3 separate regions of the Mus musculus genome follow, and regions 1 and 3 are each linked to region 2. Evidence: chromatin contacts called from public Hi-C and HiChIP or PLAC-seq data. All regions are on one chromosome and are shown on one strand. Each heading gives the region's core, a stretch centred on a gene start, on an enhancer-like site or on the middle of the called end of the contact. The rest is flanking DNA. Distances are from core to core; before and after follow the strand shown. Region 1 has its middle 110 kb from the start of Gm51794. Region 2 holds the start of Samd5 (sterile alpha motif domain containing 5). Region 3 has its middle 53 kb from the start of Gm51794.

Evidence for each region. Hi-C and Micro-C count contacts between places; a contact is called where the count stands out from the background. HiChIP or PLAC-seq counts read pairs in DNA pulled down with a chosen protein or histone mark.
Region 1: an H3K4me3 HiChIP or PLAC-seq map of forebrain shows a contact between it and region 2, with 6 times the contacts expected there. The contact joins the enhancer-like site here to the promoter of Samd5 in region 2. A contact is called at or near these places in 7 of 39 promoter capture datasets (the 3T3-L1 cell line, 3T3-L1-derived adipocytes, cranial neural crest and 4 more), 3 of 484 Hi-C or Micro-C datasets (cerebral cortex and embryonic stem cells), 17 of 115 datasets of contacts at active chromatin or transcription factors (acute myeloid leukemia, a beta-TC-6 cell line, craniofacial prominence and 12 more) and 2 of 9 other capture datasets (adipose tissue and embryonic stem cells).
Region 3: a contact with region 2 is called in a Hi-C map of the N1E-115 cell line, with 10 times the contacts expected there. The contact joins the enhancer-like site here to the promoter of Samd5 in region 2. A contact is called at or near these places in 7 of 39 promoter capture datasets (the 3T3-L1 cell line, 3T3-L1-derived adipocytes, cranial neural crest and 2 more), 8 of 484 Hi-C or Micro-C datasets (the N1E-115 cell line, cerebellum, cerebral cortex and 4 more), 11 of 115 datasets of contacts at active chromatin or transcription factors (astrocytes, embryonic forebrain, embryonic hindbrain and 8 more) and 1 of 9 other capture datasets (embryonic stem cells).

The regions. Positions count from the first base shown.
Region 1 is chr10:9,116,291-9,120,306 of GRCm38.p6, forward strand. No RefSeq gene overlaps it. Among named protein-coding and RNA genes, the nearest start is that of Gm51794, 110 kb to the left of the region's middle. Within about 2 kb of position 1,756, at least 62 of the 459 cell types and tissues checked have an H3K27ac peak or open chromatin away from gene starts, as enhancers often do. A contact at or near this core is called in cerebral cortex, embryonic brain, forebrain and 3 more, where this site is marked.
Region 2 is chr10:9,672,844-9,676,938 of GRCm38.p6, forward strand. It overlaps Samd5 (sterile alpha motif domain containing 5), which reads right to left and starts at 2,365. Exons shown (of 2, transcript NM_177271.3): 1 at 1,662-2,365. The coding sequence starts at 2,120.
Region 3 is chr10:8,953,506-8,957,492 of GRCm38.p6, forward strand. No RefSeq gene overlaps it. Among named protein-coding and RNA genes, the nearest start is that of Gm51794, 53 kb to the right of the region's middle. Within about 2 kb of position 2,591, at least 35 of the 459 cell types and tissues checked have an H3K27ac peak or open chromatin away from gene starts, as enhancers often do. A contact at or near this core is called in the N1E-115 cell line, embryonic limb bud and oligodendrocyte precursor cells, where this site is marked.

The DNA of each region.
Region 1 (4,016 bases), core at 506-3,005, 560 kb before region 2:
TTCCCAAGCTCACAGACAGATATGTGTGTACTCGTCTCATTGTCAACACTGCCCACGTGACTTCCTTAATATTCTATGTTGTATTTGAAGATACATTTTTTTTCAGACAACTGGAATATGTCTTGCCATAGTTTAAATCTGTCTTTGAACTTGTGAAGACATGCTGAATAGCTTTGCAAAATTCCTTCATTAAATGAAAAACTTTTATTTGTTTATTTACTTTAGTCCAACGTTTTCTTTCTTCTTTCAGTGCTACTGGGGCTAAGGCTGTTTTACATTGTACATCTCAGGATCAACACTGTTTCCTGTCTGGCTGTGGGCATTCTAGCTGGCCTGACACAGAGAAATGAACGCACAACTGTGCACAACTGCGGTTTCATGAGAGACTCTCCACACGTCTGTGGGTGTAGAAAAGAGTGAGTGGCAGTCTGGTGGGGACACATGTAAAGAGAAGGGACGGGTTGCACTTGGCTGTGTGCAGCTGAATACCTCAGAGGAGGCTGCATGGAGGGCGGCAATCCATCCTCGCAGTTCAGGATCCACAGTTTGTGGTAGAAGGCAGGACAGGAGAGATTAACCTTCCCTTGTAAAACTCTTTTGGAAACGCATGTCCTAAATTGTGTTATTCTCTCTCTCCCCGCCCACGCCCTTTCTCCCTTCCTTCCTCCATCTCTTCTTTCTTCTATCTCTTCCTCCCTCCTTCCACCCCTCCCACTGTCTCTCCCTCCCTCTGTCTCTCCTTTCTTCCCTTCCTCCCTTCCACTCTCATTTTCTTCCCCCTCTCCTTCTCCATCTCCCCATCCCTCCTTTCTCTCTCCCTCTCCTCTTTCTTTTCGTTTTTTTGGAGAAAGTTTTCACATAGTGCAGGTTAGCTTCAAACTCCCCATGCAGACAAGTAAGACTATGTTGGATCCTGCCACCGTGTTTAGGTTTTACAGTGCTGTAGATCAAACCCAGAAACGCAGGACTTGGTGCATGATAGGCAAACACTCTGCCAACTATGCTACATCTCCATCCTCAGACCCCCATCTCTTAATTCTGTGACACGGCAACACCTGGACATCAGAATTGTCACATTTCAACCTTGGTGGACAGTATAAAGCAGGGTTTGAGAGATGAGTAGGCGGGCCACGGTGAGATGGGAGGATGAGGCTACAGAAACATGGGTCAACGTACAGAGGGGATCTGGAGAACAGATACTGAGAGCGTGAAGAGCTCTTCCACATGGTTGTAGGTAGAATACAGAAAAGCTTCCGAGGAGAATGGACGAGTGCTTGGCGGTCAGATCACAAAGGGCTAGGGAGGGACTTCAGATTCTCACCTGTAAACAGCCACGGCTCAGTGAATATGGCAAGTGTTCAGACTTTAGAATTAACCCCAAATGCAGACATTTTGTGGACTACAGCTTTCACGGATCCAATTAGAGGCACAGGCACCATATTTAATGAATGATGGACCCCGAAAGCACAGAAAGGAAGGCCTGCAATCAGAGCAGGAAGGGGTGGGAGGCGGGAGGCGGAAGGCGGGATGTGTCCAATCAGCTCCCTAGTAGCACTTTTTTTTTTTTTTTTTTTTTTAATGAATGGACTCGCACAGCAATTTTTAGGTAGATCCACATTGAAAAACACAGCAAAGGTTTTCTTTAAGTTTTCCCTTTTAAGTAATTAGGTAAATAACTGCCCCAGTTAGGTTTGAGGGAAAAGAAAACAAAAGAAGTCTGGAAGACTCCGCCCCTCACCCGCCCTCCCAACCCTGTGCTGTGCACTGAGCCTCCTTTTCCGCCCGCGTGAGCGAAGGGAGCCGCTTTTGAGAGAGCTGGAGGAGTTTCCAACAGACATCATTATAGCAAGGGAGAGAGAAAATACATTATTACTACTATTATTATTTTTCTACTCTGCAGCTGTGCTTGTCTAGGTATTGGCTAAAGAGAGAAGGGATTTTTTTTTCTTTTTTCCTCACAGACTGTAGCTTCCTGATTACCTAACCTAATGCTTGCTATTTTAGAGACAGCGCAACAGGGGAGCCAGATCTTATCTGTGACAAAGAATAAAGTCTGACTCCAAACAGCCAAATGAAATCCAAAGTTGTCTCCTAGCTACTGATCTTAGTTGGCATCTGAGAAATTCAGTAAATGACACTGATCCCCAGGAGCTAACCCCATGTCCTCTGACCCAGAACATCAAAGGGATTGGGATACACAAGGAAGAGGGGGGAAGCCCAGACCTAAGCTGCAGTTCTAGTTTTGAAAAAAAAAATTTTGATTAGAACGATAATAAAATTATGCGCAATGAAGGACATAGAAAAATTGGGAAAAGCTACCCTAGAAATGACATTATTTGTTTCTAAAACACACACAGACACGAATACAAACATACAAATAGACACAGATATAGCATATACACACATAGACACGCACACATATACAGAAACATGCACATACACAGAAACACACACATCACAGACATGTGCATATGCAGCACATACACATAGACACTCAGATACACACAGACACAACACATACACACATATACAAATACACAACACATACACATAGACACACACAAAGATAGACATAGCACAGACACAACACATACACACAGACATAATAAGACGCACAGACACACAGATATAAAACATACACACATATACAAATACACAGACACCACACACACACACACACACACACACACACACCTCCAAATAGGGCTCTGGCTTGGCTTACCTACCAAATAAAATGTTAGATAGATTTTTACCTCTTTTCTCATTTGGTTTAGTTCTTGCAGCTAAAGCCCTGCTTGTTCGGTAGATTTCAGAGTACAGGAAAATGACAAAAGCTTTCTTCATAAGGAGTCCAGGGGAAAGCAGGAGGGGAGAACTGAAATGATCCCACCACTCATTACTTGCTTGGACTAAGTAAGCATAGGGGATGAACCAAAAGACCTAATAATTAGTTTTTTAAGTAAAAATTTTCTGATTGAAAAGGGCAAGGCTGAAGAATAGAAGGGGCAGCAGATATAGCTTCTAACTGGAAGCGTTTAAGAAACACCTTATAATGATGGCTTCTGCCAGTTTGAAGGCCAGCCCAGAGTTAGAATGAAAGTGAAATCTATCCCTAGAAGACCTTTGATCAGCCACCACCCCCTGACAGAGTAAGCCCGTGCAGACACAGAAGCACTCCATCCTGGCATGGCGGAGAGAGCCCTACCACCACTCAATTAGACAAAAGGTGACACCCTGGGGTTTATAATTCTAGAGGAGCCCCGGCTAATTTATGCACCTGCCAGTGTGTGCCATGCCAAGTTAGAATCTCTTTTAACATTTTCATATACTTTCCTTCAAAAGTATTCATATTTATGAATGCCGGCTTGGTAATGCTATTCTCCTGCAGAGAAAAAGGAAATGTGTTCATCTTAGCATTTGTGCCTGCTTCCTCTACTTTCCTTCTTGTTTTAATTAACAATTGCTCAGTGCCCCAAGGGCTGTCATTAATTAAAAGATTAAAAAAAAAATCCTCCAGGAATAAGTAGGGCTGGTGTTTTCTTCTAACAAAACAAAACAAAACACCCCCCCAAAACAAAACCCAAACAAAAAAAAAACCCCAACACCCCCCACCCCCTGCCCAAAACAAAACAAAACCTAAAACCCGTGTTTGTTTTGAAGCTTGAGCTTGAATAGGGTTTTCCTTCAGAAGGTCCTTTCCTTGTGAGTAAATTCCTGTCCAAGTGATTTGGTGGTAGATCTTATGCAAATGGGAATTTCCAGTATAGGAAATAAAACACTTTTGATGTTTTATTAATTCCCGCTTTGCTTAGAGTTTGGTGAGTGAGTTTTCACACCATGGGCACGAGGCTTTGGTTGGAAAGAATACAGACGTCTGCGGCTGTTGCATTGGGAAAATGTGCAGGTTGGTTGATTCCTTTTTTTGTCATTGTTTAAGAAGTTTAATAAAAATCACCGATGGAAGCAGATTGAGGCAGGAGATGGGGCTTCAAGCAATTAGGCTGTAACTTACACTA
Region 2 (4,095 bases), core at 1,115-3,614:
ACTATCTGCCTTCTTTGTGTCCAGGTTTTGAACTGAGCCCTCCCATGGGCTCGGTTACACATCTCTCGGTGCAAGCTCTCTTTACTTTCTGGTATATTAGTAACAAACAGTGAGTTGGCCTCCTGCTCCTTTGGTAGTGGACTAAATTTCTGTTCCGCTGACCACAATCCTTCTAACCACACTGGGCATCCTTCAGGCTCGTACAGCATGTGCCTGAGCTTCTCCATTCCTGATCCCAACACCCATCAATGGTCCTGTCAGAGTAGGTGTCTGGGACAGGTGCTTGAGGCAAACCTTCTTTCTAATCTATCCTCCTTATAAAAGCAATTTGTATTCTCAGGCAGGTGATCATGGTTGACCACCCCGACCACCCACTACCTGCAAGACAGCAGGTGGATAATATTAAACCATTATTTCCTTTTACTGTATCTACTTTGTGCACCAGTAGCCCTTGAACTTGACCATTAGGCATTATGACCTTCAGTCCAGCCCCCTGGGGCTAATGCCACCCACACAGCATTTAGACCAGATATTTCCTCCCATGATGCTTAGATGTTAACACACCTAGCCTGCTGCATATTCTTCAACTAGGCTTCTCCAGGCCCCTTGTTTTCAGGCTGAGATGCTCATTTTCCTGAGTTCCAGGCAATGCCAGACATTACCTGTGCTGTCAGCATCTCTGCCAAATTGGCACTCTCTAGGAGGACAGCTTCAGAAACTAAGCCAAACCTATTCACTTCACTAAGCCAAACCAACCCACTTGAAGCTAGAGACAGCACTCTGGTGTAAAAATGCACTTTCTGGTACTTAATTGTTCAAACCTCATGCCACATGTCTGCGTGCCACACAGAGCGGCCATGAGAACGTGTAGCCTGCTCTCACGTGTGAGGATTGCTTTCTAGGTACTGAAATGTCACCTCTTCCTGGCCTTCCTTACACATGTGCCTTGGAGTTTTGAAAAGAATCTATCTTCCTTTCATCTGAATCACTAGTGATACCACAGACCCCAGATGACCCGTTTGCTCAGCATCCCATTACCCGGAATCCTTAAGCTTTAGGAGCCTCCTGTGAATAGGCACAAGTTTTGTGTTTAGCACGCCCCCCCCCCCCACCACCACCACACACACATAGGTTCCTGTTAATGGGACACTTCTCCATAGCATGGAATTGAGAACAGCAGGCCCTGAATTCCCCTACTCCTTTGGCAATAGTCACCCACTCCTCTTGGAAGTTTCTCAAAACTCAGAAGAAAAAAGTAAAGAAAAAGAGGAAGGTTGAAAATAAGGCAGATGTGACCCATCTTTTTTTTTTTTTTCACTCTTCCAAGCCAGACACTACTAGAGGCATTAGGATTTCCCAGAGGCATTAGGATTTCCCGGTGGCCACCAAAAGCAAGCACCCATTGCTCAGAACCTGACAATCGAGCCCATATGCTAGGGTGCTGTTAAGAGTTGTCTACATGCAAAATATGAGTGAGCAGCTATTATTAGAGACGCCAGCACAGAAGGAATAGATAGATAACGCAGAAAACGGGAGAACCAGACACCCCGAACACCCTGGTTTCTCAATTGTCACCTAGACTGACTGCTGAGCCGCTGCAGAAGCTCCAGGCCTGGTTCCCTCCCGCCATGCCCAAGGTCGCCCTGGCGGGGCCTCCTTACCTTGCGTGAGTATGGGGGTTTGCTCAGGTGGATGCCATCGCGGACCAGCTTATCCCGGATCATGATCTTCAGCTTCAGCTTAGGGTAGCTCACCAGCTCCCTGCTGCAGGGAGCGCCCGGCTGGCCACGGGGGTCCCCGCGAGTGCCCTGGGCTGAGCTGCCACATGGCTCCCCCCGGCGGCCTGGGGGCACCGCTTCTACCAGCGGTGCCGGTGGCACGGGCTGCGGTTCAAGGGTGAAGTAGAGGCCGGCAGCGGCCGCATCCTGTTCCCGCAGCCGGTGCACAGCCTCTAGGATGCGCCGGCGGTGCGCGGGAGCCAGCACCCCGATGGCGTCCAGGTCCGGGTCTCCGATCTGCTTGCACACTTCCAGGTCATCGTAGCCATTATCCACGAAGGACTCAGCGTACTGTGGGAGCTGTAACGCTTTCAGCCACTCGTAAACTATGTTGGTGCACATGGCTGAGACTCGGAACTCGCCAGCGAGTACCCAAGTGACACGGGCGGCACCAGTTCTTGCAACTTTTAATCCTCTCCTGGAAAGGGGTGGGGAGAAGAAACAGCAGGAAAAGTTTCTCCCTTAGTGGTTAGGCTCCGGCCGCAGAGTCAGAGCCATAGAAAGCAGCCGGGGAGGGAGCGAGAGAAAACGAGGAGCGTCTAGCGGCGAAGTGGATTCCCCGAGCAGGCGCGGCGCTCGCGGGCACTGGCGGCTGGGCGAGCGGCTGGGCTCCGCGCCGCCCCTGGATGCGCGGCCACCGCGGGGAGGGGCGCGCAGGCGGGGCCGGGCACACCCCTCGCACCCGCGCGGGTCACCGTCGCGCTGCGCCGCCCAGGAGGTTCCCCAGCTGGGGCAGTCTGGGGAGTGCTCGCTGCATGTCGCTATCTGGCCGGCTCCGTGGACGTCTGCAACCGGGTCCCACGCCGTGGAGGCGGCTCCGGCGGGCAGACCGGTGGATGATGGCGAGCGCCTGGTCTGTGCGCTTGTCAGTCACTGTCGTTCCCGGGGTCACGGTGACCCGGTGGCTATTAAGCTTCCGGACTCCGGTGGCTGCCCTGGATATCTTTCGACATTTCTTTTGAATCCGACTTCTCCAAACCCCTAGATTTTTTTTTCTTCGCTCAGTTCCCAAGCCAGTGGGTACTCTCGCCTGGGTGTCCAAGGGGAGGACCCGGTCACTGGTCCTGAGAGAAGCTGTTGAGTCCAGTGTCCCTTCTCCTTTCCCGATGCACGTAGAATGTCCTTTCAAAGGAGCGGGTTGCTAAGGCTCCACAGGCACGGTGTGTCTGGCTCTGTGGTGCTGCGCTCTGTGCCCCAAGCAGCTGCGTTTTGGCAGCAGGGTGGGAGCGACGTGGGGACTGTCCAGCCTGATGGGCGCGAGGCCCCTCCTCGCTATAACTAGTCACACCGGGTGGGTGTCGGGAGGGGCACGACTGCTCCCGATTGCCTCTCCCTCCAAGGCCATCTGACCTGCGAAAGTTTGGGGTGGGTTGTTACTTTCTCCTCCTCGGTCAGCGCATCCCTACCTGATCGGCATCCCTCCCCACCCCCACCTTCCTTCCAGCCACACAAGCACACCGCGTTGTGTCAGACCCCCTCAATCTCTCCCTGCCTTTTTGCTTTCTATTCACTTCGCGTTACAGCTCTTCTGCCCCAGGTGGCTCCCTGCCCAGGGACAAGAGAGGTTTTCTGCCTCCGAGACAGGGACCACAGCCGACTCCCCCTTCTCTGCCCCAGGGTCGCGTGTTAATTGATACACCACCACATACACCACCACGCAGCTGTGTTAAAGAGAACACTAGGGCATCTAGCACTTCTGCCTAGATGGGAGTAACAAAATTAACCGAGATTCCCTCCTGGTGCCCATGGCCCAGCTTTGAATGGAGGCGGGGGAGTGGGGAGGAGAAGGGCGACCCCCCGGAGTTCCTAGGCCTCTTTTCACTTCGTCTGATCTTTGGGGAAGCAGTTAGAACCTTAAGAAACCTTGCAGGCAGCAACAATTTCCTTTTCACAAAAGTAACACTCAGCTTCACTCTAGAGCCAGACCTGGCCAATACCCTTCCTGAAAGAGTCCTTCTGGGGCCCTACCTGTCTCTAGGCACAACACTAATGATGGCACTGCCCATCCGTGGCTTTAGAGTCGTTCCCCGTGGCTCCAGGACCGTTGGCTGTGGGTAAGGGACTCTCTGTGCCACGTTTCCACTAAATTAGTGAAGCTTAAACCCCTCTTGGGACAGACACTGAGAATCAAACTAACTCTCTCTCTCTCTCTCTCTCTCTCTCTCTCTCTCTCTCTCTCTCTCTCTCTCTCCTTTATGGTCTGTAAAATACCTGATATGGGTGAACCCAAAATGCGTCCCGTATTTCTACAATAGCTGGGGCCTATATGCTGAGTCCCAAGCTCCTGGATCCAAACGTCTCATACTGAAAAATAGCT
Region 3 (3,987 bases), core at 1,341-3,840, 720 kb before region 2:
AAAGCCAGAAACCTCCACTCACATTTAACTTCACAAGATCCCAGGTAAAACACTAGAATTTCTGGCTTCCACGTTATAGACAGGCTGAGATAAGCAAGCCTGAAGATAAGGCCTGATGCAGGATTGGTCCTCAGATAAGTATTACCTCCCACCAGGGGAGAAGGCTTGGCATTCCCTGTATACATAACGTTAGGGAAGACTGTCCACTTTCTCCTGGGCCAGCCAGCAACGAATCTCCTACCTTCAGACAGTCTGTTTCTATTACTCAGGTAGACAAGGATATCATAGGGCCCCTAACAATCCTGAGAGTGTGATACACAGATGGAATGTAGCATTTTTACAGCCCTGGAAGACAAACTCTCTTTATCCCACGAGAGTTTTCTTTTCAGATTTCCATCCAAGATGAAATGCATTTCTATGATCAAGGTAGGAACTCCCAAACTGGGGGATCAATGGTGTCACCTCTGGCAGACGTTACTGCAGCCACAGTCCTGGGCAAAGCTACAGTCATCGGTTTTAATGGAAGCTGTTAATGTCACCTCCATCAGAATGGTTGCCTTGGGCTGGCATTCTGAGCCCTGCACAGGTGTTCTTGGCCAACACTGTAATGCAGGCCATTATGCTATCAATGAGGCATAGATGTGTTTTCTGTCTGAACTCAGGGGCGGTGCACCTGCCAAGTGTATAACTCTGCAGGCCCAGGTCTACGGGCATCAAGATGCTGTTCTAGCTCAGTGGTCCAGAGCACTGCCGTCTGTTTCCCTAGGACAGGAGATTTCAGGGGCTGGGGACATAGCTCAGTTGCTAGAGTGCTCACCTACCATGCATGAAGCTTGGTGTTTGATCTCCAGCTCCACATTGGGTGTGATGGCATATGTCTGATATCCTCACACTTGGCCAGCAGAACGACAGGGGGCAGGGGGAGTAACCAAAGATGCTGGCTTCTCAAAAGTTAGACTCCTTTAAGAACAGGGGGCACAGCCTGTCATCTTCTGCTTTTGCTGGGAACACAGTGGTACTGCCTGCATACACAGGGTTTCTCTTGGGCATTTACTAGCTACCAGGTACCCCAGAGAAGCCAACATCAGTCATGCTAAGAAGTCTGTCTCCAGATGCCTTGTCATGATTTTTTTTTTTTTTTTTTTTTGCTGCTTCTCGTCTTCTCTTCCACTTAGTTCTGAAATGTCTCTCAAAGCTCATTATGGTCACCTCTCCCAAGGGCCTTGTCTCAACAACACAGAGCTTCCAGATGTTGAATGTCGCCCCAAATTTACTACACTGCCAACTTCTACTCTGCTAAATGCAAAACATCCATTCACTGAGCACTTTGTTATCAGACTTGGTTTCTTGGCTCTACCTGATGGTCAACTCTGTTCTTCCTCTAGATAGTAGCGGTAGGCACTGCATTTGGCCTCCTGGCCTTCCCTGGCACTGCCATCAGGCTGTAGATCCCCACTGCTGGGAGGGGCCACTAAGTGATATAGCATTTTCTTTGTCCCGTGGCCTTAATGACCCGACAGGGGTGAGGATAGTGACTGAGGAGGGAGATGGAGTTCTTCTCAGCATGAGAGAGTGATTTAGAGCTGATCTTGACCTTGAGAATGAGCTTGTCTGGCTGTCTGTGGAAATCTTGGTCTGATACAGGAGCTCAGTGGTATGAAAGAAGGTCAGTTCCCGGCCATAGTACTGCTTTCTCATTGATAAGACATGCACTGGGACGTGTGTGTGTGTCTGTGTGTGTGTGTGTGTGTGTGTGTGTGTGTATGTGTGTGAAAGAGAGAGAGAGAGAGAGGCAGAGAGACAAAGAGAGACAGAGACAGAGAGAGACAAAGAGACAGAGAAAGACAGTGGGACAGAGACAGAGAGACATAGACACAGACACAGACTGAGAGACAGACACACATAGAACAGAGACACACACACAGACACACAGAAACACACAGAAACACACAGAAACACACACACACACACACACACACACATATAGATATAGGGGGGGGGATCTGAGAAGTGGGAAAAAGTTTTGCTGGGAATCTGAGTGGATCAAACTTGCAGTACCCCTAACAGAGACAATTCAGGACACAATCTTTTGTCTCTTGTCTACCCATCACCTGTTAGCCAATGGAGAAAAGATCGTGAAGACAAATGGACGTTTTCTTCCATTTCCTTCTCCTCCCCACCCCCACCATGCATGACTTCACATTTTTTCCCTCCTTTTCTGCCTGTTGTTTGACTGATGGTTTCAGTGGCAGCGTGAAGGGGTGGTACTAACCTTGTTGTCTGCCTCCAGCCCTCCCCAGAGGGATGTGGTTTCTTCTGGGTAGCACTGGCTGTCATTCCTGAAGCCTGCTTGTGAGCCTTGAAGATTTGGGCCAGCAGCTCTGGGCCCTGGTGGCACAGTGGCTGTTCTACATGGCTGGGCTCTCGCTGCAATAAATCTCTTGACAAGCAATTTGCTTCCACCACCTGTACCTAGAAATCCTTTGCTCCATCTGTGAAATGCAATCGGTTCCCTCTGCTCCTGGGATCTGTCCAACCCAAAGCCGGATTTCCCTTCAAGCTGGCAGCTGCAGGTGCTGCAACTGGCCTCCTGGCCTGGCCTGACACTGCCTTCCATCATTATCAAGGGAGCCTGTGTGCAGGGGAACTCCCACTGCTGGGCAGCTTCCACTCATCAAACATGGCCCTGTTTTGAATTTCCACTTAGTGAGTAACATAGTCTGATCATCTGTCCTGTCTCCTAAGTATGTGGGGATGTGTGTAAGTGGGAGACAAGCAAGCCCACAAACACACTGAAGACCCAACCTGTATTCATGGAAAATAGATGCCACACTGGTATGCCTCTGACTCAGGAAGGGGTGTGTGTGTGTGTGTGTGTGTGTGTGTGTGTGTGTGTGTGTGTGAGTGTATGTGGTGTGTGTGTGTGAATGTGTAGTGTGTGTGTGTCCACTTGGTTGGGTGTAGTGCCTTCTATTTATAATCCTAGCACTTGGGATTTTGAGACAAGAGGATTATTACTATAAGTCATGGAAGACATAGTAGGTTCCAGGCCAGCTCAAATCACACACTAAGGCCCTTGCTCAAAAGCCAAAAATCAGGCTGGCGAGATGGCTCAGTGGGTAAGAGCACCAACTGCTCTTCCAAAGGTCCTGAGTTCAAATCCCAGAAACCACATGGTGGCTCACAACCACCCATAATGAGATCTGACTCCCTCTTCTGGTGTGTCTGAAGACAGCAACAGCATACTTATTTATAATAATAATAATAAATAAATCTTAAAAAAAAAAGCCAAAAATGTCAAGCTGTCTGATGTCTTTCCACGCACTTCTTCACCTTTGACTGTATAATTTATCTATGCCATAAGGAAAATATATTAAGTTAGGTATGTGCTGGGTTAAGGTGGTACAGTGATTTAAAAGCCAGCCCTGGCTCCACCATCATGCAATACACGGCAGCAGCAACAGAAACAACAACAACACAAATAGCACCAATGGAAAGGGCCAGCGTGGGCTAAAGGCATGTTTTTGAGGTCTTTAATGGGCAGCTAATGTGTGTGTTTGGCTAGGATGACAAGGATGGGTGGTATTTTACTCTTGCTTTGAAACATCAAGAAAGAACAAAAGCTGGACTCCCATTGTCTGTACCTCCGAGGTCCACAGGAGTTTAAGGACAGTTTATACCATGGCCATGGGCAAGCCTGCCCCTTTGGAGGATTTTTGGCAGAGCCAGAGCTATATAAATTTTTCTAGTGGTAGGTGCTGTTTTGCATGATTCTATGTTCTTCTTCAACAGAGTTGCCTCAGCATGACCATCCCCTTAATCTCTAACCCCAGGGTTTCATAATGGTGCCTGAGCACTGTTTAGTCACAACATACACGAGAAAGGTAACGGAGATGAACAGAGAATGGGCAAAATGTCAGGTGGTTTGCTTGGGGCCATGACAACCATGAAATGAGTAAACATTTAATTTGAGGTTGAGGTCAACAG